7 separate regions of the Mus musculus genome follow, and regions 1, 2, 3, 4, 5 and 6 are each linked to region 7. Evidence: chromatin contacts called from public HiChIP or PLAC-seq and promoter capture Hi-C data. All regions are on one chromosome and are shown on one strand. Each heading gives the region's core, a stretch centred on a gene start, on an enhancer-like site or on the middle of the called end of the contact. The rest is flanking DNA. Distances are from core to core; before and after follow the strand shown. Region 1 holds the start of Gal3st1 (galactose-3-O-sulfotransferase 1). Region 2 holds the start of Sec14l4 (SEC14-like lipid binding 4). Region 3 holds the start of Osbp2 (oxysterol binding protein 2). Region 4 holds the start of Pes1 (pescadillo ribosomal biogenesis factor 1). Region 5 holds the start of Ube2d-ps (ubiquitin-conjugating enzyme E2D, pseudogene). Region 6 holds the start of Urgcp (upregulator of cell proliferation). Region 7 holds the start of Nf2 (neurofibromin 2).

Region 1 (3,080 bases), core at 455-2,954, 870 kb before region 7:
GAACTCAAACAAGGCTGCATCCTCAGGGCAGAGCTAATGTAAAAGCCATGGTGGGTTGCTGCTTAGTAGCTTGCTTTACAAGGTTTGCTCAACCTGCTTTCTTAAAGAACCCAGGACTACCAGCCCAGGGATGACAACACCCATTGTGGGCTGGATCCTCCCCATTGATCACTGAGAAAATGCCTTAGATCTGGATCTCTTTCCCCACCCCTTCACTCCCATTTTTTTCCGAGACAGAGTTTCTCTGTGTAGCCCTGGCTGTCCTCGAACTCAGAAATCCATCTGCCTCTGCCTCCCGAGTGCTGGGATTGAAGGTGTGCACCACCACGAACAGCTTAGAGCTGGATCTCATGGAGGTGTTTCCTCGACTGAGAGGCTCCTTTGATGACTAGCTTGTGTTGACCCAAAACAAGCCAGTACAGGTGGAAGGTGAGCGTGAGGTCTAAGGGCAGCAATAGCCTAGTTTTCCATCCAAGTGAGGTCACTGCTGGTATCTCAGCTTGTGACCTTTGTGGACCTGTCCCCTCACTCCAGGTACCTCTGATGATGGTCCTTACCTGGAACTGTCCATGTATCATGACAGGGTCAGGGTTCTGATCATTCAGTCCTTCCCAGGACATCTTTCCCATAGCCATTCCCCAGAGGCGGTGATACCCTAAACAGGGTAGGCTGGACTTTGCCCTCCCTGAATCTAAGGACCTGATAGCCTGACAGACCTGTTTTGTATTGGCCCCATATGTGGACTTTGTGCTGCCATGGCTGCACCTCAACTGAAGAGGAAGGCAAGAGTTTTGCAGGCTTTGGCTTGTGGACCCCAAGGTCCCCCAAACTGGTGGCTTCACTGTATATGTGGGATGGGGGGAGGGGGCTCTATCTGATGCCATGTTCTGGCATGGCAGTTTCAAGAGGCAGGAACAAAGGGTTAGGAGTTTCAAAGTCATAACCTATAGCCTGGGAGGTGACTCAGGGCCCACAAGGACAAAGAGCAGCAAGCCCATTAGATATGGAAGAATGCCTGGCAGCCAGGCTGATGTGGAATTTTCCCCATTCCACGGTTGCCTAGAAATGTCGGGGGTAGTGGGACTCTGACGTGGCCCATGTGCCACCCGATGGCCAGCTGGTTCTGCAGTGCCCACAGCTGGGGTTAATTCCAAATTAGTTCCCATCCTTGGTTTTCCTTTAGGATGAAGGACAGTCTGAACTCAAACAGGCCCCTACTTACTTGCCCAGACCTCTAGAGGAGGTATCCTCAAGAGGAAAGTTAGCTGAACCATGTAAGTGACTCGGCCCAGGGATCCTGGCGCTTCTTCACCTGTTTTTCTTGGATACCACAAATGTGTTCCTGGCTCATCAGAGGGAGCTAGGAAGACCTATGTTCCACTGGATTCTGAGGAGCTCCAGTGCTGTCCATAAAAGGCTGGCAACTAGTCCTGCCCCCTTTCTCCAGAGCCCAGGCTCCCTTCCCCAACACTACCACCAAGCCCCAGGCACCCTCTATTCCCTTCTGGGCTGGCAGTAGGACAATGGACCCCTTGGCCCATCGGAGACAAATAGTCCTTGTTAGGCCGGAGGCGGGGGCGCAATATTGCGCCCCAGGGAGCTGAATACAGCTTCTGTGCCTCTTGGGCAGGCGGCGCAGGGGAGAGGACGGGAAGGGGGTGGGGGGGGGGAGGGGGCCGTGGCGCCCATTGGCTCTGGCGTCAGGGGCCGGGCCAGGCTGCTGGCCTCACCTGGCGAGTGTTGAGAGCGGGGTGCGGCAGCCGCTGCGGCGGCGGGGCGGGGGCATGGACCAGGCCTGCCAGCGCGCCGGGTCCCGGCGAGTGCGCCCCGCCGCCCAGTGAGCGCCACGGCGGCGGCGGGGGCCGGGGCCGACCCCTGCCACCCGGAGCCCAAGGAGAACAGGGCAAAGGTATGTCGGGAGGTCTTGTACTCACGCTGGCTGTGCCCTGCCTCAGCCTACTTCCTGAACATCTTGCCTACTGGATCGATGGATCGTGTTTGCCCAGCAAGGGATATAGAAATGCTGCAGAGCTGCTTCACCAACACTGTATCCTGCAGGCTCTGGCTGATTGCTTGCCCTGCTCTGGGTGCCCCTCCTCCCCTGACCCCCGGAGTCCCTAAAAATGGGGTGGGTGGGGCTCCAGAAGGTTAGCTGTTGTGCTGTGAGTTCGTTAATAATTAATCCTCTTGGACATTGTGGCCTGGGCCCTAGTGGAGAAGGAGGCAGGAATCTCCCCGCTCCTTACCTGCGTTCCCAGAAGAGGCGGCTGTCACAGTACAAACCGGGGAGAGGGGGGCCTTGGGCAATGACAGACTCTTGTGCTTGGGGAAGGCCTCTCATATGTGTGCCCCTAAGGAGGTGAGTCCAGGAGACAAGGACAGACTTGTCTAGTTAGGACAGGAAAGATCCTATATGCAACAACTACACGGTTCCGGAGCCATGGACCAGTGCTCCATAAGGGGGTCTCAGGTTGGTCTGTTCCCTTAGTGAGAGGCCAACATGAGCCTTCTCTTTTTAACCCCCCCCCGCCCCGCCCCTTCCTGAGCTGGTTGTGATGACAGGCACACATCTGGCTGCAGGGACTGACACCTGACACCAGAGGTTACTGGGCTGAGGGTGAGGATGCCCTGGAAATCTTCAGGAGGAAAGGGGTGTGGAGGGAGAGCCGATCAGAACTCAATCTCTTCCTCTCTGGAGGGGGTGAGCTGATCTGCACTGTGCCTTCAGGCTTCCTTGCTACTTATCTAGAGGGAAGATACTGAGGCTCAAGGAGTCAGTGACTTGCTGAAGGTCACACCGTTGGGAAATGGCTGAGTTCACTGCAAACCACAGTGTGCGTTTTTGTTTGTTTTGTTTTGTTTTGTTTTGTTTTGTTTTTTGGTCCCTGTCTCAGGATCCCAGCCCTACCCAGAAGTCCTCTTGCCCAAACTGGAGGAAAGATGCCTTCCTGGGCATCTCTTTTGCTTCCTGGGTTCTGTGCTGAGTTCTCATAAATCTGTCACTCACAGTGCCTCTCACTGGGCTCCAAGGAAGAACAAACAAGCACTTGCAGGAAAGCAGTGACTCACAGGACAATGGC
Region 2 (3,241 bases), core at 201-2,700, 820 kb before region 7:
GTCACCACCTACAAGGGGGTGGGCCATCCCTTCATCGATCACTAATTAAGAAAATGTCCTGCCGGGCATGGTGGTAATGCCTTTAATCCCAGCACTCGGGAGGCAGAGGCAGGCAGATTTCTGAGTTTGAGGCCAGCCTGGTCTACAAAGTGAGTTCTAGGACAGCCAGGGCTACACAGAGAAACCCTGTCTCAAAAAAAGAAAAAAAGAAAAAGAAAATGTTCTATAGATTTGCCAGTAGCCTAATCTGATGGAGGCTTTCTCAAAGGTGCTCCCTCCTTTCTGATAACTTTAGCTTGTGTCAAGTTTATATAAAATTACCCAGAATACCAGACTTGATGGCCCCTGCCTGTAATCCCTTCACTGGGGAGGTGGAAGCCGAAAGATCAAGAGTTCAAGATTCTCCGTGGTTACACAGTGAGTCTGAAACATCTTGGCCTACGTAAGAACCCTGTCTTTTTTTAAAAGTGTATTTTGTATATTTCAGAATATCTGAAGTTATAATATGAACATACATGTATCAGTAGGAAAACTGAATAAAATAGTTACTGTTTCTGGTGCTAAGTCATTGAAATCTGATTTGCCGTTTCTACCTAGCACAGGCCATACTTGTTCCTGACCAACCACATCTCCAACAGACAATAGTCCAAAGGACAGTGAGCCCTTGCTTGGTCACCCCCTACCTAAAACTTAATTTGATCCATGGGACGACAGAGGGGAAAGGTGTCAGTGGCCTGTTTCACTATCTCCTCCCTGCTCAGGTGCCACCTGCTTTGCAGAAAATTCATGCCAAGGCAGCCTGTGTTTTCTCATCCTACCCAGAGAGGTCAGCCTACTCAGTGTGGCTGCCTCCCACCCTCTACCTCCCAGAGGCTCACCCCTGGGCCATCCTGTAGTTCCCGCCTGAGCTGACGGCCTTCATAGAGTGTTGAAACTGTGTGTGCCGTGCCAGGCATTCTGCTAACACAGGAGACATGGTCTTACCTAATCCCTCCTAACTTCTAGAGGTCTGGAGCCATTTGGCAAATAAGGGCTCTCCTGGCCAGCAAACATTTGTGGAGCGCAGCCTGTGTTCAAGGTCGGGGGAGGGGGGCTGGGCTCTCCTTGGGCAAAAGGACTCAGAAGTGGTGACATTTTCAACTCCCACTTGGCTCCGGAAGTGTGTGCTCCACGTACCTGTCCTTAGGTGAGCACTTTCTTAACACCCACTCCCCACACACCTACAGTCCCACCCCCTGAAAGCGCGTGAAGACCTGGAGGTGAGGGCCACTTGCTACCTCAGACTCTCAGGACACCTCTTGAGATCTGGTCACCTCTCTGTCCCCTTAAGGTAGGCTTGATGACCTGGGGCAGACAAAACAAAAGAAAAACAAAAACAGGGGAGCACTGGGTAGGGCGGGGCAGGAACAGGGATTCTCCCTTGGGGCGGGCCTCCCTTGGGGCGGGATCAGCAGCAGACCTGCTAAGTAAAGCCCTGTGAAGGTGGCAGCAGCTGAGGCCTAGCAGAGAGCACCATGAGAGGACAAGTCGGGGACCTGAGCCCGCAGCAGCAGGAGGCTCTGGCCAGGGTAAGGGGTGAGGGGTGAGGCGGGAGGGAAGGCACGGGAGCCAAGCAGAACCCAAGCGGCCCGCATTGGCTACAGCTTTATGCAGGGACTGGTTGGCGAAGCCAGCGCCTCCCGCGCACACCTGGGCTAGGACCTCTCTCTACCTCTGAGCAACTGCCGGTGTGTGTGCGTGCGCGTGTGTGCGTGTGCGTGTGTGTGTTTGCAAGTTTAGCCTTCCAGCACAGCTCCCACCACCCATCCCTGGCCTCTGTTCCCAGGCCAGTGACTTCTGCCAGGCAGATTAGGAGATCCCTGCCAGATTGCAACAGTGTTTGGTTTGGTTTCTGTTGCTCGGGTTCCCAGTCTTCTCCCTATCAGACTTACTTGTTTACTTTTAATTATGACAGAGAAATAGAGGGGCTAGGGGTCTGATTTTTGAGAGCCTCCTGCAGGCTGTACCTGGAGAAGGGAAAGGCTATGAGGAAGGGGAGTCCCATCCAGGTTCTCATTCAACCTCGTTTGAAGGGGAAGCTTAAGAATTGTGACAGGTACTGAAGGTGTTTAAGTCTGGAATCCCAAGCCTTGCGAGACAAAGACCAGAAGATTGTGGGTTCAAGGCCAGCCTGAATTTAGTGACACTGTCTCAAGGAACAAGAGATGAACGGCTTGTTTTGTAGTGTCTCCCATGCGGAAGAACCTTACAGGGAGACATGAGAATCCTGGGTGAAGGAGGGGACCTGGAGATTCAGCCATTAAGGGGTCCTTAGTGGAACAGGAAGGACCCTCTGATGAGACTCCCAGGGCTGATGGTCTCAGAAGGCACCCGGTGCCTCCTGAGTTCTTTTGGAACTGGAAACATGGTCTCTGGGAGTGGACTATGATAGAGAACCCCACCAGCCACTCCTACTTTCTCCACTAACTAAAAGTAACAAATGCTTGCTATGTTAAAACATATAGGAAGAGAAAGGAGGAAGGAGGGGGAGGCTAAGGACGGCCCAGAGCTCTGTACTGCCTTGCCCCGGATCACTTCCTTCCAGAGTCCTCCTGAGCTAGGGTGGGCCACTGTGGTCACACTTCAGACACACAGTCTTCAGTGTGGCACTGTAAGGTGGCTTCTCTCCAGGCTGAGTTAGAAGTCACCTGGAGGGGAGGATAGGTATAGCTTTGTTTTTTACAGGGCACTGGCCCCTTTCACACCCTCCAACCCCCACCCCTGACAAAATTTCCTTTGGCTCCTGAGGATGCAGCTGCTTTCTGGTGTGAATCCTCCCTTTGCCTGCTGGGAGCCAGGCTTCAAACCTACCGCTTGTGTGCACCCGAGAACATCACACGGAATGGCAGAGAGGGGCGGCTATGAATTTACCAAAAAACAAAAAGGCCAAAGAGGAGAAGTTGTTTTTTTTTTGGGGGGGGGGGTCTGTTTGTTTGTTTGTTTGTTTGTAGATTTATTTATTTGTGTATAGGAGCACTTTATCTGCATGTCAGAATTGGGCATCAGATCCCATTACAGATGGTTGTGAGCCACCACGTGGTTGCTGGGGATTAAACTCAGGACCTCTGGAAGAGCAGTCAGTTCTCTTAACCGCTGAGCCATCTCTGCAGCCCAAGGAGACGTTGTTAAATGCACAGCTGCACAGTGATAATCCCAGAGAAGAGACCATGCCAACTCAGGTGGTGTCGGCCGGTCTGTCACA
Region 3 (3,285 bases), core at 564-3,063, 990 kb before region 7:
ATGTTAATATAGATTAAAACCGCCATCTGGGTAGGGTCTCCTATTGCTTGCTTGGTGTGCTAACCCTGTGTTCTGGGTCACAGCTGAGACACTACGTGAGTAGGGCAACTCAGACTCATTTTGGCTTCTCCTCCACCTGAAAGGGAACAAGGCCCCTGACTCTCAACTTGGTGCAAGGGTCACATTTAACCAGTGGAGCACGAATATTCTCAGCCATACCACACTTAGCAAGCCTCTGCACCAGGCGCCTTGTCTCCAAAGGGCTCAGCAGAACCTGAAGTACTATTAGCGGAGGAAACCCAAGCTTTGGCCAACAACATGGTGGGAAAATCTGTCTAACAGTGAAGAAGGCCTTCTTGAAGAGTTGACTCTGAACCAGCCTCACAGTCCTCACACGGAAACTTTTAGAAAAGCCATCCCTCGGGTGCTTTCCTCAGGCCTATCTCAGGAGGGATTCAGCGGGAGACCTAGACACTGCTGCAGCAACCCCACTTAGTTTGAGAAGCTCTCATCTAGAGCGGCCTGAGATCTCAAAGCTTGCAATCCCAGGAAACAGCTAGTGAGAAAGGGAAGGAAGTCCAGCTTTAGCAGGAGGTCGTGCCAGCTCTGTCTCTACTGCAGCTCCGAAACCCAAGCTACTTCTGGAATAAGCAAGGGAACAGGAAAGCATTATCTGCTGCAAAATGTCAACTTGGGGTCCCAGGGGGTACACACTATGTCTGCTCTATCTGTGGGTCAGCGAGTCCCAGCCCAAGGCCTGGCCACCAGCAGGTGTCAGCAAAGGTAGGAAACAAATGAAGTAACCACGGGAGGTGGGACCCACAGTCCTTCCCAAGAGAGGGGTTCACTAGCTGCCTCCCTCCATGAACACAGTGAACCAGACGCAGCCCCTGGTTCCATGACCACCAAAAACAGGAGGGGAACAAAAGACCTACTCCACCCATCTCCCCACTCATCCTTTTAAACTCAAGCTTGCCAGAGGCCATGTCCACAGGTCACGTCTTCCCTTGGCAGTTGACAGGCATTACTTCTACAGAAGTTCATGCAAACATCTCAGAAGGGTTATGGTGACACCCACCCCACAGTCGAGGCCGGCCACCACCACCCTCCAACCACAGATGTCCTACCTCGGTACTTCCGTACCTGTAGTAGGACAGCAGGCCATTGCCGAGCACGAACCAACGGCGCTGGTAGCCCTTCAGGTAGTTAGTCCACTTGAGGAGCCAACCCTTGTAGCTGTCCAGAGGTGGTGAGACCATTTGGACACCAATCCCTGACACCGGAGTCCCGACAGAAATCTTCGCCTGTCCTTGTCGCAGAAAAGACTGGGTCTTTGGCACCAGCTTGGACTCGGGTTTGGTGACGGGCAAACTCCCTACTGTTGACTGCAGCGGGGACGGCATTGCCAGCTCTGGCGAAGCTTTGATGATGGACACAGACCTTGTGCCGTTCTCTGACCCCGGCCACAAGCCCTGTAGTTCCGATTCCTGCCCAACCCCTGAAGGCCTTGGCACAGACGTCGTCTGGGACCCAGGTTCGGATCTCGACGCCGGCTCAGAAATTGGCTGGCACACCTGTTTCGACAGCAACTCCCGCTCTGGTGCCTGCACAGGCTGGAGCTGAGGCTTTGACGCTGGTCCTGAGCCGAACGCGGATGAGTTCATGCCCGGCGCCGCCGTGTGGCAGGACAAGCAGGGCACAACCGTGAACAGCGACGAGAGCCCGCGGGAGCGGCCAGCGCAGCCGCCGCCTCGGCTCAGAGCGGCCGCTTTCCCCATAGAGCTGTGGACCCGAGCTCGGCGGAGCGCGGAGTGGGGGCGGGGCGGGGCGGGAGTGGGTGGGGCCTGTTCGGAGGGAGTGGCGGGGCGGAGCCGGGCGGGGTTGGTGGAGGAGTGGACGGGATGGGTGGAGCCCTCACGTGAGCGACAGAGATCGGGTGCGCGTGGGTCCCTCCGCCGCTCTGGCTAAGGTGGAAGGAACCCCGTGGGCCAAGAGTTAGGCAGACGACGTGGAAGGCACTTCACGCTTCAGGCTGCTGTCCCTCCTGTGCCAGGCGCTGGGAGAACAATGGTGAATGAAAGCCACGCGGTGCGCTCGCCACGCAACTCTGAGCAATGGGTGGGTCGTGGACAGCAAATCTCAAACCCTGGGAGTCCGACCTGAGGAAATCCAGCCTAGGCCCTCTCCCTAGTTGTGGGAACTGTAGCCACTCCACAAACTTCTGTTGGCTCATCTATACAATGAAGATAATACCTCCTTCAAAGGCTGTAATAAGATGGTGCATATGAGGCACATTTGGCAGAGTAGATGCTCCGAGAGCATCATTGAGTTATTAACTAGAGAGTTCTGTGGTACATTTTGTCAGCGACCAGAGCAGGAGATGAGAGCAAGGTTGACAAGCTTGGGAAGCAGCCACTGTGCATGCACGTGTCAGATGTGTGTGCAGCCCTCAGGGAAGGAAGCTAACTAATAAATTCTTAACGAGATGTTTCGACTCCTGAAACAAATTGCCAAGCTACCTAAGATGACAGGCCTGTCATTAGTTCTACCAAATTTGGGCAAGAGTCACAGAAGAGACAAGGTCTACAGAGTTAGAGAAACAAGAAAGACCTTCAAGGAGAAACCGCTGTGTACAAAGACCCAAACCAGGGAGAACAGCTTGTCTGGCAAATAGCTAATAGCTCAGTGTTTTGTCAAGAGGAGGGCAGGACACAGAACAGCTGCCCCACACCCCACCACAAGGAATGCCCTTTATCCTAGAGAAACCAAAGCTTCTAGAAACAAGGGAAATTTATTTTCATTTTTAAAGTGGGGGGGGGGGGGAAGGAGGTGAGATGGCTCAGTGGGTAAGAGCACTGACTGCTCTTCCAAAGGTCCTGAGTTCAATTCCCAGCAACCATATGGTGGCTCACAACCATCTGTAGTGAGATCTGATGCCCTCCTCTGGTGTGTCTGAAGACAGCTAGAGTGTACTTACATATAACAATAAATAAATCTTTGTGCCTGAGTGAACAGAGGTCCTGAATTCAATTCCCAGAACAGAAACCACATGAAGGCTCACAATCATCTGTATAGCTACAGTATACTCATAAACATAAGATAAAATAAATAAATCTTTTAAAATAAAGTGTGTTGAAACAGAGTCTTTATATGTAGTCCAGGCTGGTCTCCATCTGGAAATGTTTGTTTCTTAGAACCAGAGTTCTGGGATTACAGACGTGAGCCATTATACCTGGCCCAGAGCTTTCACTCTTAATATTCTGGACAAAAAAAAAGAAAAACTTT
Region 4 (3,491 bases), core at 9-2,508, 890 kb before region 7:
CATTTCAGCTATACATGACTTTAAGCAGAAAACCAAGAATTTTTTTAACATTTTGAAGTAAAAGTAATAAAATTTAAAGGAAATTGATAAAAAAGTCATAAATTTTAACTTTTTTATAAACATGAAATTACCACCTTTAAGACTGACTTAAACCTATCATCAGATCTCATAAGTTTAAAAATTATCTTTATAGATGGAATGATATGTTTTAAATGTGCGCACAACTTTTATGTGTGTGTTGCAGATCTGAACTCCATATCCTTATGCTTGCATGTCAGGAATTCTGTCCACTGGGCCATCTCCTCAGTCCTGTTTTGTTTTCTTGGTTTTGTTGTTTTGAAACACTATCTCTAGCACAGGCTGGCCTGAAACTTGTGCTCTCCCAGCCTCAGACTCCTGTGTGCTGGGATTACAGGCACCACCATCATGCTATGCCTTCCATTATTTTTCTTTCTTTTCATTTTTGTTTTGTTTCGACAGTGCGTCACTCAATACCCTCGCTGTCCTGGAACTTAGCCTCGGACTCACAGAGATCCGTCCCTTCTGCCTCAACTCATTCCCCAAATATAAGCAGTTCCTTAGACCCTCTCCGTGTCCGTGGGAGGTCAAAGGTCGGCCTTTGCTCTATTTTATTCTAACTTGAACAAACTAGGTGCAGCTGAATCTAAGGTCAACAAGGCAAAATCTGGTCAGCTGGGTTTACAACGCCTAGCAACCGTTGCCATGACAATTGAACTCCCTTAAACTCACTGGCCTAGCATTACAAAAACTAGTAGCTTTAGGTTTAGTGAGCATTTCTGTTTTTGTTTGTTTGTTTGGTTGGTTTGGTTTTTAAAGAAAACATCAGCCAGGCGTGGTGACACACATCTTTAATCCCAGTACTCTGGAGGCAGAGGCAGGCGGATCTCTGGATTAGAGGCCAAACTACAGAGCTCTCTGAATCCCAGAAGGCTCCGGGCTGTCTGTCTCCCATCCCTTCAGTCCTGCTGTATCCCAAAATGCACTGGGGCTCGCGTGCTCAAACAACCGTGTCTAGGGTGCTTATAAAACTGCCTAAATTTCCATGTTGCTTTAAAGCTTGTCTATAGATTTTGGTAACTAAGAAAAGAACTGAAAGAACTACCACAATTGTTGAGCTTTAGAGAATTTGGTTGTAAATAACGAGGTCGCCAAAAGCACAACTTTCTCTGGATTTGTACAGGCATATTTTCAGACAGCCCTCAGCTGGCGGCGTGGGGTCCTTCAGGGCCCTAGGCAGGGCACGTGCGGGAGGAAGTAGCTCTGGTGTTCTGGCTGCCTTGAATTTCTCAACGTGGAGCTATGGGAGGTCTGGAGAAGAAGAAGGTGAGTGAGTTCCAGCGGAGGTCGGAGCTCCGGCTTTATCACTTTCCCTGGCCTCTGGGGACCGAGAAGTCTTGAGACGGCCGCCGGAGCGAACCTTCTGCACGTAGGCCCCTGGAAGCCGGGAAGAACTGTGACGGGCTTTCTGTGGAAGGAGTTGTGGAGACAGGCGGAGCCGCCAAAAGAGTGATCAGTGACCAACGGGACGTAGAATTCATTATCAAGACTTGGGACTTTCTTAATTGAGCCAGGCCCGGTCCTAGGTACTGGGAATTGAGAAGTAAGCAGTCAGATGCGGCCCCGCTTTCCCAGTGTCAACTTCAGATAAAGTGGCTAAGGGTTTTTAAGTGCGCTCCTGAGAAAGGGAGGGAGGGAGGAGCAGTAGAGTGGAGAGTATCAACAGGCGCTTAATCCGATTAGTGTTGTCTTGTAGGTCCTCTTCTGACGTAGCATTTTAGTGGAAATCAGTACTTAAAGAACACTTTAGTCTGGGGCATGAAAATGTTGGGAAGTGTGGATGGTCCCCAACCTTCCCCTAAGAGAATTCTCGGCACTCAGAGAAAGGAGAGACTAATATCAGCGTGCAGCTGTAGCTTCCAGCCGTCTCTTAGCCGTCTCTGTGTTTGATGGTTTATATGGGGTTAGGCGTTGTCACAATCTTATATTTTAGGATGACCCTTTTGTTCCTTTACAGGCTCTGGTTATGATAGTTTTATCTTTAGCAGATGGAACTTGCTATCCGTGTGATATTGGTGGTGCTCAATTCTCAAGGGAGAAAATGACCTTTTTTTTTTTTTTCTTTAGAAAAGGGGAAAGGGTGAGCAGGTTAAAAGCAGAAGTCAGTGCAGTTTTAGCTCTGTTGTCTCAGATTAGAGACAGTTTCTTCTTCCTATGCAACCTTGTTTCCCAAGTTTAAGCTTCTTAATCATAATTAATGTGAAAGCTTGCTGTTTTTCTTTTTTCATTCAGAAGTGCTTAGCAGAGAAAACAGAAGTGAATTCCACGGCCAGTAGGAAAGAGAGGCAGGTGGTGTGCAGGGTTTTGGACAGACAGTAGCATGGCTGTGAGATGTAAATAAGTGAGGTGCTGTCTAGGTGAGGCTGGGGCCGTATCATGTGAGGCTGGAACTTATTCTGAGTGGAGAAGACAAAGAAAGTAAGTGACTTGATCTGAGTTATTCTTGCTTCTGTAAGGAGACTGTGGGTATGAAGTAACTTTGGGATAGGAATGAAGAAGATGAGATGGGCTCAAGTCTTTCCTTTGACTTGCAAGTTTCTGGTAACAATCTGCTTTGTTGTTTTTAATTACTTTTTTTAAAGTTATTTTTTATTTATTTTTATGTATATGAGTGCTCTATCTGCATGTATACCCGCATGCCAGAATAGGGCATCAGATCTCATTATGGATGGTTGTGAGCCACAATGTGGTTGCTGGGAATTGAACTCTGAACCTCTGGAAGAGCAGCCAGTTCTCTTAACCACGGAGCCATCTCCCCAGCCCCTTTAATTACTTTTTTGAGACTATAATTGCATTATTCCCCCTTTCCCTCCAAACCTTTCCATATATTCTCACTTGCTCTCCTTCAAATTCATGGCCTCTTTTTAAAATGATTTTTATATAACATAGTATATATATGTTCCTAAATACATAAATACACCTGCTATATACTAGTGTGTGTGTGTGTGTGTGTGTGTGTGTGTGTGTCAGTCAGTGTGTGTCAGCGTCAGGGTTGACTGTTTGGTATTGGATAGCTAATTGGTCTGTTCTTCCCTGGGTAATACTGTTTCTCCCACTCACAGTATTGGTTGCCTGTAGGGTTCACATCTCTTGGCCTTTCTTCTATCCATGTTAGCAAGTCTGTTGTCCTTGTTCAGCTTATGTTTAGGCAGCCATGTTGAGAGACTTTCTGGGTGTAGTTTCTGACATCCTTGGAGACACAAATCTCAGCAAACTTCCTGATCCTCGGCTCTTGAAGGTTTTCAGTTCCTTCTTCCCCAGTGATCCCTGAGCCTTGGGTGTAGGAGTTGTTCTGTGGATGTATTCATTGGGAGATTGGGCTCCTCAACTCTGCGTTTTGGTTGGTTGTGGTTTTCTGTAATGGTCTCTATTGCACAGCAGTTCTGAGATGAGGACTATACTTCTCTGTGGGT
Region 5 (3,078 bases), core at 534-3,033, 910 kb after region 7:
TTCTGAAGACAGCCACAGTGTACTCATATACATTAAATAAATGGTTTTTTTTTTTAAATGATAGAAGGTGCAGGATGGGTAGATCTCTGTGAGCTGAATGAAGGCCAGCCTGGTCTACAGAGTGAGCTCCGGGATAGCCAGGGCTCTACAGAGACCCTGTTTTGAAAGATCTGCCTGCTTCTGCCTCTAGAGTGATGGGATTAAAGGCATGAGCCACCACCACAATAGCATAACTAAAGGTAAGGAAGTAAAACTTAAAGACAGCAGACCCTAAGGGATCACAGAGAGCCCTGAATGTATTCCCACAGGCCACAGATCTTCCTTGTGGAGTTTTGGAAGAGGGTGGAGCTTGGTAAGGCTTATAGTTTAGAGGACAGTTCATGACATGTGTTTAGGATAAACTAGGAGAATAGGTGAATGGCATATAGGAATCTGGCTGGGAAACCATTTAAGTGTTCGATTCATTGTTTTTGTTTTGGGCAGGGTTTGTATGCGTATGTGCAGGAACATGACAGAGGCCAGAGTAGAATGCCAGATATATGACAGAGTAAATGCTACTCTTTGTGCCTTACTGCTTTTGGTGCAAGGTCTCTCACTGAACTGGAATCTCACTATCTATGCTAAGGTAGCTCCAGGGATCCTGTCATGCCGGCTACCCAGTGCTGGGGTTAGAGACATGAGTAGCCAACCTCACCTTTTCTGTGGGTACTAATGATCTCAGGGCCCCATGCTTGCACCACAAGCACTCCTATCTACTATCTCCTCAGCTCCTCTAGTTTTAGATTTTCCTTTGGGGATCTTTCTCTCTTTCTTTCTTTCTTTCTTTCTTTCTTTCTTTCTTTCTTTTTTTGGTTTTTCCAGACAGGGTTTCTCTGCATAGCTCTGGCTGTCCTGGAACTCACTTTGTAGACCAGGCTGGCCTTGAACTCAGGAATCCGCCTGTCTCTGACTCCTGAGTGCTGGGATTAAAGGTGTGCGCCACCACGCCCGGCTTTTTTTTTTTTTTTAAGACATGGTCTTACTCTGCAATCCAGGCTGGCCTCAAACTCACTATGTAGCCCAGTCTGGTGTTGGAACACCTTTGGTCCAGAGCAACTGCACTAGCATACCCTATTAGGTTTATCTGTCTGGAAACAATATATATGATTATTTATATAGAGAGTCCAGATTCTTTACTGTATGAGGCACGCTGATATTATGTATTTTGCCATATTCTATTTCATTTCCAAGATGTTGGCTACAATCTATTACACAGATTTTGTGACATACCACTAAGTTCTTTACACTTGGTCTTAAACAGTTCGATGTCTTGGGGAAAGGGAAGCAGAGTTTAGCTTGGGATGTGCACTTTCAGGCTGAGTCTCAATAGCGGCAGTGCATTGAAGCCAACTAAGTACTACTGAAAATGCAGCTCTCCAGACATGTAGATGCATCTGTGCTCAGCACCTACGCGTATTCAGAAATATCTGTAACACTTCTGCCCAGAAAGCATATAAAAGTGAATGTATACTTACAGCGCTGACAACCACTAAGCTCAGGAGTTAAGTGACAGCCTGGGGAGGAGCCCAGGGAGGGGCAGAGAGCATAGCGTGTGGCACCTGCGGTTTCAGGCATGTCCTGGTGCCCAGGCCCCTCGCCTAGCAGAAACCAGAGCCACAGGGCCGTGACCGTGGCCGAGTAACTGACCGTGCGCGACTCCGTGGTCAGACCCAGGACTGCTGCGCGCACTAGCTACCCACAGCGCACCGCGGCGCGCACGCGTAGAGCGCCGTTCCCGGCGTGCAGCGTTGCGGCCCAGGCGGCCGTCTTAGTCTGCCCCGCAGGGCCGGTGGGGCACGAGCAGCGGGAACATGGCTCTAAAACGGATCCAGAAGGTAAGAGTGGCGGAAACGGGGTCCTCCCGCCCGTCCACTCTGCGGGCTGTCGCAGCGAATAGAACCCCGCGGCTGAGGTGCGGCAGGGCGCACTGACACTTGCCCCGCGCGAGTTCCGCCGCGGTCGGCGCAGACTTAGGAGGTGGCTGAGTGCCTCTGGCGGGCGACTCGCGGGGGCGGAGTCATGCGACCGGGTCACGTGCGCGCGCAGCTTTGGGCGGAGTTTAGGGAAGCAGAGGGGTGTCTCCCAGGGTGCCTAGCACGAGAGGCTGAGCTGCGGGAGAATTTCATCCCGTAGGTTTGTATTAGCCCATTAACCTAGAGCCTGGTAATTGCATCTCAGAAAAAGAAGCCACCAATCCACCCTTTACCATTTGTTAACGTTTTAGCCTATCCACTTTTCGTCCTTTTCCTAAAGAAAATTATTTTATATTTCTAAGTTGTTTTTTGTTCCGTTTTGGTTTGGTTTGGTTTGGTTTTTTGAGACACGGCCTCCTGGCAGACCCAGAACTCGCTATGTAGACAAGGCCAGCCTCAAACTCACAGAGATCCTCCTGCCTCTGGTTGCCGAGGGGCGTGCACCACCATACCCTGCATTATACTGTAATTTATGATCCATGTTTTCACATAGTATTAATAGTTGGAATTTTTTTAAAGATTTATTTATTTATTTATTTATTTATTTATTTATTATATGTAAGTACACTGTAGCTGTCCTCAGACACTCCAGAAGAGGGAGTCAGATCTCGTTACGGATGGTTGTGAGCCACCATGTGGTTGCTGGGATTTGAACTCCTGACCTTCGGAAGAGCAGTCGGGTGCTCTTACCCATTGAGCCATCTCACCAACCCTAGTTGGGATTTTCTATACTGCAAAATGGTATTTATAACCTCTTTTTTAAAGGATTTGGGGCCGGGCGTGGTGTTGCATACCTTTTATCCCAGCACTTGGGAGGCAGAGGCAGACGGAGTTCGAGGACAGCCTGATCTACAGAGGACAGCCAAGGCTATACAGAGAAACCCTGTCTCGAAAAACCAAAAAAAAAAAAAAGATTTGCTCACTTATATGTGGGTGTAAGGTGCCCTGTGTAGGTGCCAAGAATCATACTCAGGAGCTCTGGAAGAGCAGTTCATGCCCTTAACCACTGAGCCATCTCTCCAGCCCTATGACCCTAACTTTTAGCATTAGCATGATTCTTTCCACC
Region 6 (3,379 bases), core at 10-2,509, 890 kb after region 7:
CCAAAGCCTGGCCTGCCCAGGATGGATCACAGTTTATTCTCCTTATGAGCTCAAAGTACTGGATACCCAGCTGGCATTGAAAAAGGCCTGGTCTCAGAAGTGCCTGCTTGCCCTCGAGCCTAGAAAGGCATTAGGCAGGTGGAAATTGCCCATGATCTGACTGGCGCCTGCAGGCCTGGATCAAGTTCAGATTGCTTCATTCACCTTCATTCAGACCACTGTACCGAGCCAAATCACTCCCTAGCATAGTGAAGTCTGCCTTTGTGGGAGAGCTAACTTCTACATGCTTCCCCCAGAAGTCCTCCTGCACCTGTAAGTCTTCTAACTGCAATGATACACAGCGTGGGCTGCTACCAGTACTACTGGGTCTGAGACCCTCTGAATGATGGCGTACAGTCAAAAAGATGTTTACCACCTATAGCGATGACCTTGAGACCCATTTTCCTTTCTGTGACATAAAAGCATTAGTCCAATCATGTCATTTCAGATCTCATAACCAGTAAAATCAAATCAAACGGTAGTAATGAACTGTTGAGAAAATGAGAAAAAAATACAAACTATGTGTCACTATATAATTTCCTAAGAACACTATTTGGGAGAGAGAACGAGCACTAGGAAAGAGGTAATACCAGAACAAGTGTAGCCATCCCACAGAAGCACCCCCACCCCCACCCCAACACAGGCAGTCTTAGATCCCGAATCCGCTTTTTCACTCTGGACAAGGGTCCAGTCCAGCTGAGCCCCACTTGCCCTGACGTGGGACAGCCTGGGGATGTCCCCTAATGACTGTGAACCCAAGCATCAACTTCCAACGCAAGCAAGTCTAAACGCCAGAAACACACGTCAGGCCTGCTAAGCCGCTCTGCGGCCTCAGCCGAGCCCTAGGACCCCGAGTCCCCTCCCGCAGCTTCCTTGCTGCCCCTCTCCAGAACCCGTTTCTCCGGCCCTGACCGGCCGCTGTCCTGGCTGGTCCTGCCCGCGGCCCTGCCGGGAGACCCTGGCCCGGCTACGACCGCCCAAGGTCGGCGGGGGAGGCCGCGGGTCGTGGACAGGCACCTGGCGGGACAGAGTCAGCCGGGGTCCGGCCGAGGCCAAGGGGGCGCCGGGTGGTGGACACGCACAGTTCCGCCCGCCCCTCGCCCAACAGGCGCCCCCCGCACACCCGGAGCGCCTCACTCACCCCGGCGACGCCATGAGCGCAGCGGCCTGGGCGCTCCCGCCTCCTCCGCTGCTTGCGCGGCTGCCGCCGGGCGCCGGGGAGGGGCCTGTAGGCCGCCCCCGCCCGCTCCGTTAGGGCGTCGGGCGCCGTGGGCTGAGCTCAGTGGAGGGCAGGCGGGCGCCTGGGGCGAGGGAGAGGACGCCCTGGGCCCAGAGCACTACCTACGGCAGCCACCGGCCAGGCCGGCCCGCTGCCCGGAGGCTGGAACTCACCTGCGGAGCCAGACCTGCCCTGGGGCCACTGACAGCTGCCAGACTGCTGGACACCACCCTCTAGTCCCCGCATTCTGATGTTAATTTCTGTAAGAAACGCACTTTCCTCTACCTCTGGGGTGTACAGTGTTGCTGTTCTAAAGGAAAACAACATCTCTCCTGCTACTAGTTCGCAGCGGGGTGGAGTAATGTTGGCCTCTGAGCTGGTTTCCCACTTTTTTTTTAAGTGTGTATATTAAGCCTTATCTTGTATTACATAGAAATAAAAAGTTTAGAACTTGTGCAGTGGGGTTTCCCAGAATCACCTACAAGCTATGAATATTTAGGCATGTAAAATTTTGAGGCTTGGTTCCAGCCCCTGCTAAATTAGTTTCAAAGACAAATTATATCTTTTAAGAGAAAATACCTAATTTAAAGAAACAAACTCTGGACTATGCAGTGCAAACCACTGCTGGTGGCATTTTTGTGTTATCACATTAAGTTGTTTTTTCAATTTATTTTTTTCATACAGTGCATTTTCCTTTCTGTGACATAAAAGCATTAGTCCAATCATGTCATTTCAGAACTCATAACCAGTAAAATCAAATCAAACGGTAGTAATGAACTGTTGAGAAAATGAGAAAAAAAATACAAACTATGTGTCACTATAATTTCCCTTCCCAGCTCCTCCCCACCTTCCTACCTTCAAGTTCTTTTTCTTTATTTTCATTGAGACAGGTTCTCTGTTTAACACTGTCCTGCCAAGAGCTTGCTGTGTAGACCAGGATGGCCTTGAATTCATGGAGTTCCACCTGCCTGCTTTTTCTCCAGAGTGCTGAGATTAAAAGTGTGCACCACCATGCGGGGCAGGGCCCAACATTGAGATAGTATTCTCTTCACCACTAAGAATATTAAACACCGGGCTGGAGAGATGGCTCAGTGGTTGAGAGCACTGAATGCTCTTCCAGAGGTCCTGAGTTCAAATCCCAGCAACCACATGGTGGCGCCCAACCATCGGTAATGAGATCTGACGCCCTCTCCTGGAGTGTCTGAAGACAGCTACAGTGTATTTACAGATAATAAAATAAATAAATCTTAAAAAAAAAGAATATTAAACACCAAAGAGATTATAAAGCACCGAAGAGATAATTGAACAATTTGCCCATCGACCAGAACACCTAGGCTGGAAACTGGGCTCTGCCTACTTACTAGCTACAGTTGCCCAGATAAGACAGGAGCTCTCCAGGGCCACCACTCCTCATTCTCTTCTTCTCTGAGGGCTAAATAAATGAATACTCCTTTAGTACAGGTTCTCTTTCAGTACTTGAATCCAGTCAGTGCTTCTGGACATTCTTGCCCTCTTCAGGAAAACAAAAGCTAACAATTACTTGAGATGTTCAGAAGACATCAGAGAGCTACCCAGGAAAGCTGACAAATGGAAAGTTCGATACAAAGTACAAATCCAGAAGAAAGGGTGAGAAAGGTTGAGGACTGGGCAATCATAAATGGCTGGATTCAAGGCAGTAATGATCGCCACTAGAGAAGGCCAGACTAAAGCAAGTTTAAAAAACCAAAACAAGCAGGGCGGTGGTGGCCTCGCCTTTAATCTCAGCACTTGGGAGGCAGAGGCAGAGGCAGAGGCAGAGGCAGAGGCAGAGGCAGAGGCAGAGGCAGAGGCAGAGGCAGAGGCAGAGGCAGAGGCAGAGGCAGAGGCACAGGCAGGTGGATTTCTGAGTTCAAGGCCAGCCTGGTCTACAAAGTGAGTTCCAGGACAGCCAGGGCTACACAGAGAAACCCTGTCTTGAACACCCCCCCCCCCAAAAAAAAACAAAACAAAACAAAACAAAAACCTAAATTGATGTGCAAAAGGAAGCCTCTTCCGCCAGGCTGTGGTAGTGCAGGCCTTCAGTCCCAGCCCTCAGGGAGCAGTGTCCCACACCACACATTGGACCAAAGGAAGCCTGTCCCC
Region 7 (3,265 bases), core at 207-2,706:
AATAGGCTAGGGAAGCAAACCAAGTATATTCCAGTGGCACAGGACCTATCTGACTGGCTTTTTTGTTGTTGCTTTGCTTTTTTGTTTGTTTGTTTTTTGAGAGTCAAATGTGTAAATGTCTGACACTTAGCAAGTGTTCAGGGTTGTGGATACAACCCAGTGATGGGGTGCATGCCTAGCATACACAAGGCCCTGAAAACACAAACACACACACACACACACACACACACACTCACTCACATACACACTCTTCAACAAAATGATAGCTATTATCATCATGTTAGAAACTATAAAGAGTAAATGTAAGACACTCTTTCCTCAAAGAGTTTTTTCCAGAAACTGAAAATTTTGGAACAGGGAAAAGTACGAGCTTCCAATATAACTAGATGTAACTTTTAAGACCTAGGGTACACAGTTAATACCTAGCGAAAAACTCCCTGGAGTTTTAGGCGCGAGTTCTACACACTGCACACCGGTTCGTTTCTACGGAAGATTCCAGTGTTTCCCAATAACAAATGAATGAAAATAACCTTCGGGAAATGCCAAAACCAAGAACCCCACTTTAACAAACAAGCAAACAAACAACTAGCTTTAACTTGTGATCTGGCCCTAGAAAGCCTCTTCCGGTTCCAGATAATGATATATACGGAATCCCTTAAGCTTGCACTTCGACTGTCACCACAGCGAGGGCACCCCATGGGTAGGGACCCGCGTCGCTGCCACCAGACAGGCAGAGATTCCGCGGCTCTCCACTCACAGCCCGTCGGGGTCGGCGGCCGGTTACCTCGCAGTTGAACTCCATCTCGGCGTCCATGGTGACGATCCGCACCGTGAATGTCTTGGGCTGCTTCCTCTTGAGTGAGCTGAAGCTCATGCGAGAAGCGATGGCTCCGGCCATGGCGCGAGGTACCGGCCTTGGATCCCCTCACCCCTAGGCCCGCGTTCTGGGTCTCTTAGCCCCCCTGGAGTAGCTGCACAGGCCTCAGGGCCACCATGGTGGCCGGCTGGCCGGCCCGAGACAGACCTAGGCTGCCTGGGTCCCCAGCGGCCAGCATGGGCCGCGAGGACCCGGCTGTGGGTGCGGAAAGATGAGTTAAGGGACAGTCTCTGACGACGGGGGGGTCGGGGGGAGATGCCGGCAAAAGCACGCGCAGCCCCGAGCTTGGAGCTTCGGGCTGGGGACGCCAGGGACGCCTTTGGACAGAAATCCTAGACGGCTGCGGCGCCGACGCCGGGCCTCTCAGCGACCCCCGAGGGTCGCGGGGCCGCGCAGTAGTTGGGAGCGCACACGCGCGTGCGTGTCTGTCACCAGCTCCGCTCCGCGCGCCCTCGGGAAGCGTCCTCTACCAACCCCCACCTCAGCGACCTGCCGGATCCCCGCCCCGCCCCGCCCTCCGGACTCCCACTACGCTACTCAGCGACTCACCCTAACACTTTTTTCTCTAAGATACTGTGATTGGCAGGAACGCCAAAGGAAGCGGGACTTCCGCTTCGTCCCGCCTCCTGGAGGCCTACTCCACCAATTGAAAGTTGCACTGAACGAGGGCCGCCGGTCTGTTCTCGGCGTTGAGTGGCTGTAGATGCGGTCACTCCGAGCGCTTTTGTTCCTAAAGTATACTCCTACTCTAGCAAGACTGGTTGAGAAGGAGCGGGCGGCGCCTTTCCCGGGAAACCTGTAGAGGCCGGGACTGCACCGCACGAGGTACTGTTGCAGTCAGTGAGAGATCCCATTTATAGCGTCTTACCAGAGCTTCAGTCGTATCTGGGACATCCGGCCGAAATTCCTTTTTGACACTTAATTATATATGCTGACTCAATATTTTTCAAACTTTAAAAACACGAAGTGAGGCCGCTTAAGTTGCCCCGACTTGCCTGCCAGATCCTTCAACTTCTTTTTAAGAGAATTAGAATAACCACAGAATTCATGATAGTCCTTACCTTACTAGGTGGTTGAGGAATTGAAACTTGCTTAATACATATAGAAAGCTAATTTTATTTATTTTTTTTTTTTTTTTTTTTTTTTTGAGTTTTTCGAGACAGGGTTTCTCTCTGTATCCTTGGCTGTCCTGGAACTCACTCTGTAGACCAGGCTGGCCTCGAACTCAGAAATTCGCCTGCTGCTGCCTCCCAAGTGCTGAGGATTAAAGGTGTGCGCCACTATTGCCCGGCAAGAATTTTCATTTTACCCTCTGTTCCTTTGTTTGGTTTTTTTGTTTTGTTTTGTTTTAATTTCCAAGCTACATACTTGGAGTACTTGTAGCTTAACGTCATCAAATGTATAATATGCTTAGGAAAATTTCAACTTTCTGGGGATTTGTAGAGTTTTTACTTGTTTTAAAGATACATTCCCCAGGCACTGCTGCTGTGAAGAGACACCATGACCACAGCAACTCGTATCAAAGAAAACATTTAATTGGGGACTTTTTCTTCTTTACAGTTTCAGATGTTTAGTCCATTATCAGCATGGTAGGGAGCATGGTGGCATGCATGGTACTGGAGCAGTAGCTGAGAGATGGCTATATCCTGATCTGCAGGCTTGGAAAGCAAGACAACCATTTGGCATGGGCTTTTGAAACCTCAAAAACCACCCCTAATGATAGACTTCCTTCCACAAGACCACACCTCCTAAGCCTTCTAATTCTTTCAAATAGGGCCACTCCTTGGTGACCAAGCATTCAAATATAAGCTTATGGGACCGTTCTTAGTCAAAGCACCACAGTTTTGTTTTTTTTTTTTTATCTTATGTATATAAATGTTTTACAGCACATATGTGCATTGCATGTATACCTGGCACACATGTCAAAAGAGGGTTCCAAAGCCCCTGAAACTGTAATTCAGTCCTTAGCTACTGCATGGGTGTTGGAAACTGAACCTGGGTCCTCTGCGAAAGCAACATTTACTCTTAGGCACTAAACCACCTTTCCAACCTTTGTATGTCTATTTGTTTGTTTTTGAGACAGGGTCTTCCTGTGTTATTTGGGGTATCCTAGAACCCCTGAGCATGTCCTCTTCCTCAGCCTCTCTTAAAACCATAGCCCTGGAGCCAGGCATGGTGGCACATGCCTTTAATCCCAGCACTCTGGAGGCAGAGGCAGGAGGATTTCTGAGTTCAAGGCCAGCCTGGACTGCAAAGTGAGTTCCAGGACAGCCAGGGCTATACAGAGAAACCCTGTCTCGAAAAACCAAAACCAACCAAACAAACAAACCATAGCCCTGGAAGAGCATGGTGCTACACACCTTTAATCCCAAATTGAGGCAGGTGGAT

The links. Promoter capture Hi-C pulls out the DNA fragments that hold promoters and counts their contacts. HiChIP or PLAC-seq counts read pairs in DNA pulled down with a chosen protein or histone mark.
Region 1: a contact with region 7 is called in a promoter capture Hi-C map of liver, with 5 times the contacts expected there. The contact joins the promoter of Gal3st1 here to the promoter of Nf2 in region 7. A contact is called at or near these places in 2 of 39 promoter capture datasets (hippocampal neurons and liver).
Region 2: a contact with region 7 is called in a promoter capture Hi-C map of embryonic stem cells, with 6 times the contacts expected there. The contact joins the promoter of Sec14l4 here to the promoter of Nf2 in region 7. A contact is called at or near these places in 5 of 39 promoter capture datasets (the 3T3-L1 cell line, the SN4741 cell line, embryonic stem cells and 2 more).
Region 3: a contact with region 7 is called in a promoter capture Hi-C map of liver, with 5 times the contacts expected there. The contact joins the promoter of Osbp2 here to the promoter of Nf2 in region 7. A contact is called at or near these places in 2 of 39 promoter capture datasets (cranial neural crest and liver).
Region 4: a promoter capture Hi-C map of pre-B cells shows a contact between it and region 7, with 5 times the contacts expected there. The contact joins the promoter of Pes1 here to the promoter of Nf2 in region 7. A contact is called at or near these places in 11 of 39 promoter capture datasets (the 3T3-L1 cell line, 3T3-L1-derived adipocytes, the C10 cell line and 6 more), 1 of 115 datasets of contacts at active chromatin or transcription factors (embryonic stem cells) and 1 of 9 other capture datasets (macrophages).
Region 5: an H3K4me3 HiChIP or PLAC-seq map of bone marrow-derived macrophages shows a contact between it and region 7, with 4 times the contacts expected there. The contact joins the promoter of Ube2d-ps here to the promoter of Nf2 in region 7. A contact is called at or near these places in 1 of 39 promoter capture datasets (liver) and 2 of 115 datasets of contacts at active chromatin or transcription factors (bone marrow-derived macrophages and microglia).
Region 6: an H3K4me3 HiChIP or PLAC-seq map of bone marrow-derived macrophages shows a contact between it and region 7, with 6 times the contacts expected there. The contact joins the promoter of Urgcp here to the promoter of Nf2 in region 7. A contact is called at or near these places in 1 of 484 Hi-C or Micro-C datasets (B cells) and 2 of 115 datasets of contacts at active chromatin or transcription factors (both in bone marrow-derived macrophages).

The regions. Positions count from the first base shown.
Region 1 is chr11:3,981,932-3,985,011 of GRCm38.p6, forward strand. Gal3st1 (galactose-3-O-sulfotransferase 1) reads left to right here and starts at 1,705. Exons shown (of 4, transcript NM_016922.3): 1 at 1,705-1,909; 2 at 3,010-3,080.
Region 2 is chr11:4,030,332-4,033,572 of GRCm38.p6, forward strand. It overlaps Sec14l4 (SEC14-like lipid binding 4), which reads left to right and starts at 1,451. Exons shown (of 12, transcript NM_146013.1): 1 at 1,451-1,568. The coding sequence starts at 1,515.
Region 3 is chr11:3,862,090-3,865,374 of GRCm38.p6, forward strand. Osbp2 (oxysterol binding protein 2) reads right to left here and starts at 1,814. Exons shown (of 14, transcript NM_152818.3): 1 at 1,144-1,814. The coding sequence starts at 1,778.
Region 4 is chr11:3,962,717-3,966,207 of GRCm38.p6, forward strand. Pes1 (pescadillo ribosomal biogenesis factor 1) reads left to right here and starts at 1,259. Exons shown (of 15, transcript NM_022889.3): 1 at 1,259-1,344. The coding sequence starts at 1,321.
Region 5 is chr11:5,760,367-5,763,444 of GRCm38.p6, forward strand. It overlaps Ube2d-ps (ubiquitin-conjugating enzyme E2D, pseudogene), which reads left to right and starts at 1,784. Exons shown (of 7, transcript NR_015577.1): 1 at 1,784-1,874. It also overlaps a transcript of Urgcp not described here.
Region 6 is chr11:5,739,917-5,743,295 of GRCm38.p6, forward strand. It overlaps Urgcp (upregulator of cell proliferation), which reads right to left and starts at 1,260. Exons shown (of 6, transcript NM_178623.3): 1 at 1,181-1,260. The coding sequence starts at 1,194.
Region 7 is chr11:4,848,088-4,851,352 of GRCm38.p6, forward strand. Nf2 (neurofibromin 2) reads right to left here and starts at 1,457. Exons shown (of 17, transcript NM_001252250.1): 1 at 785-1,457. The coding sequence starts at 898.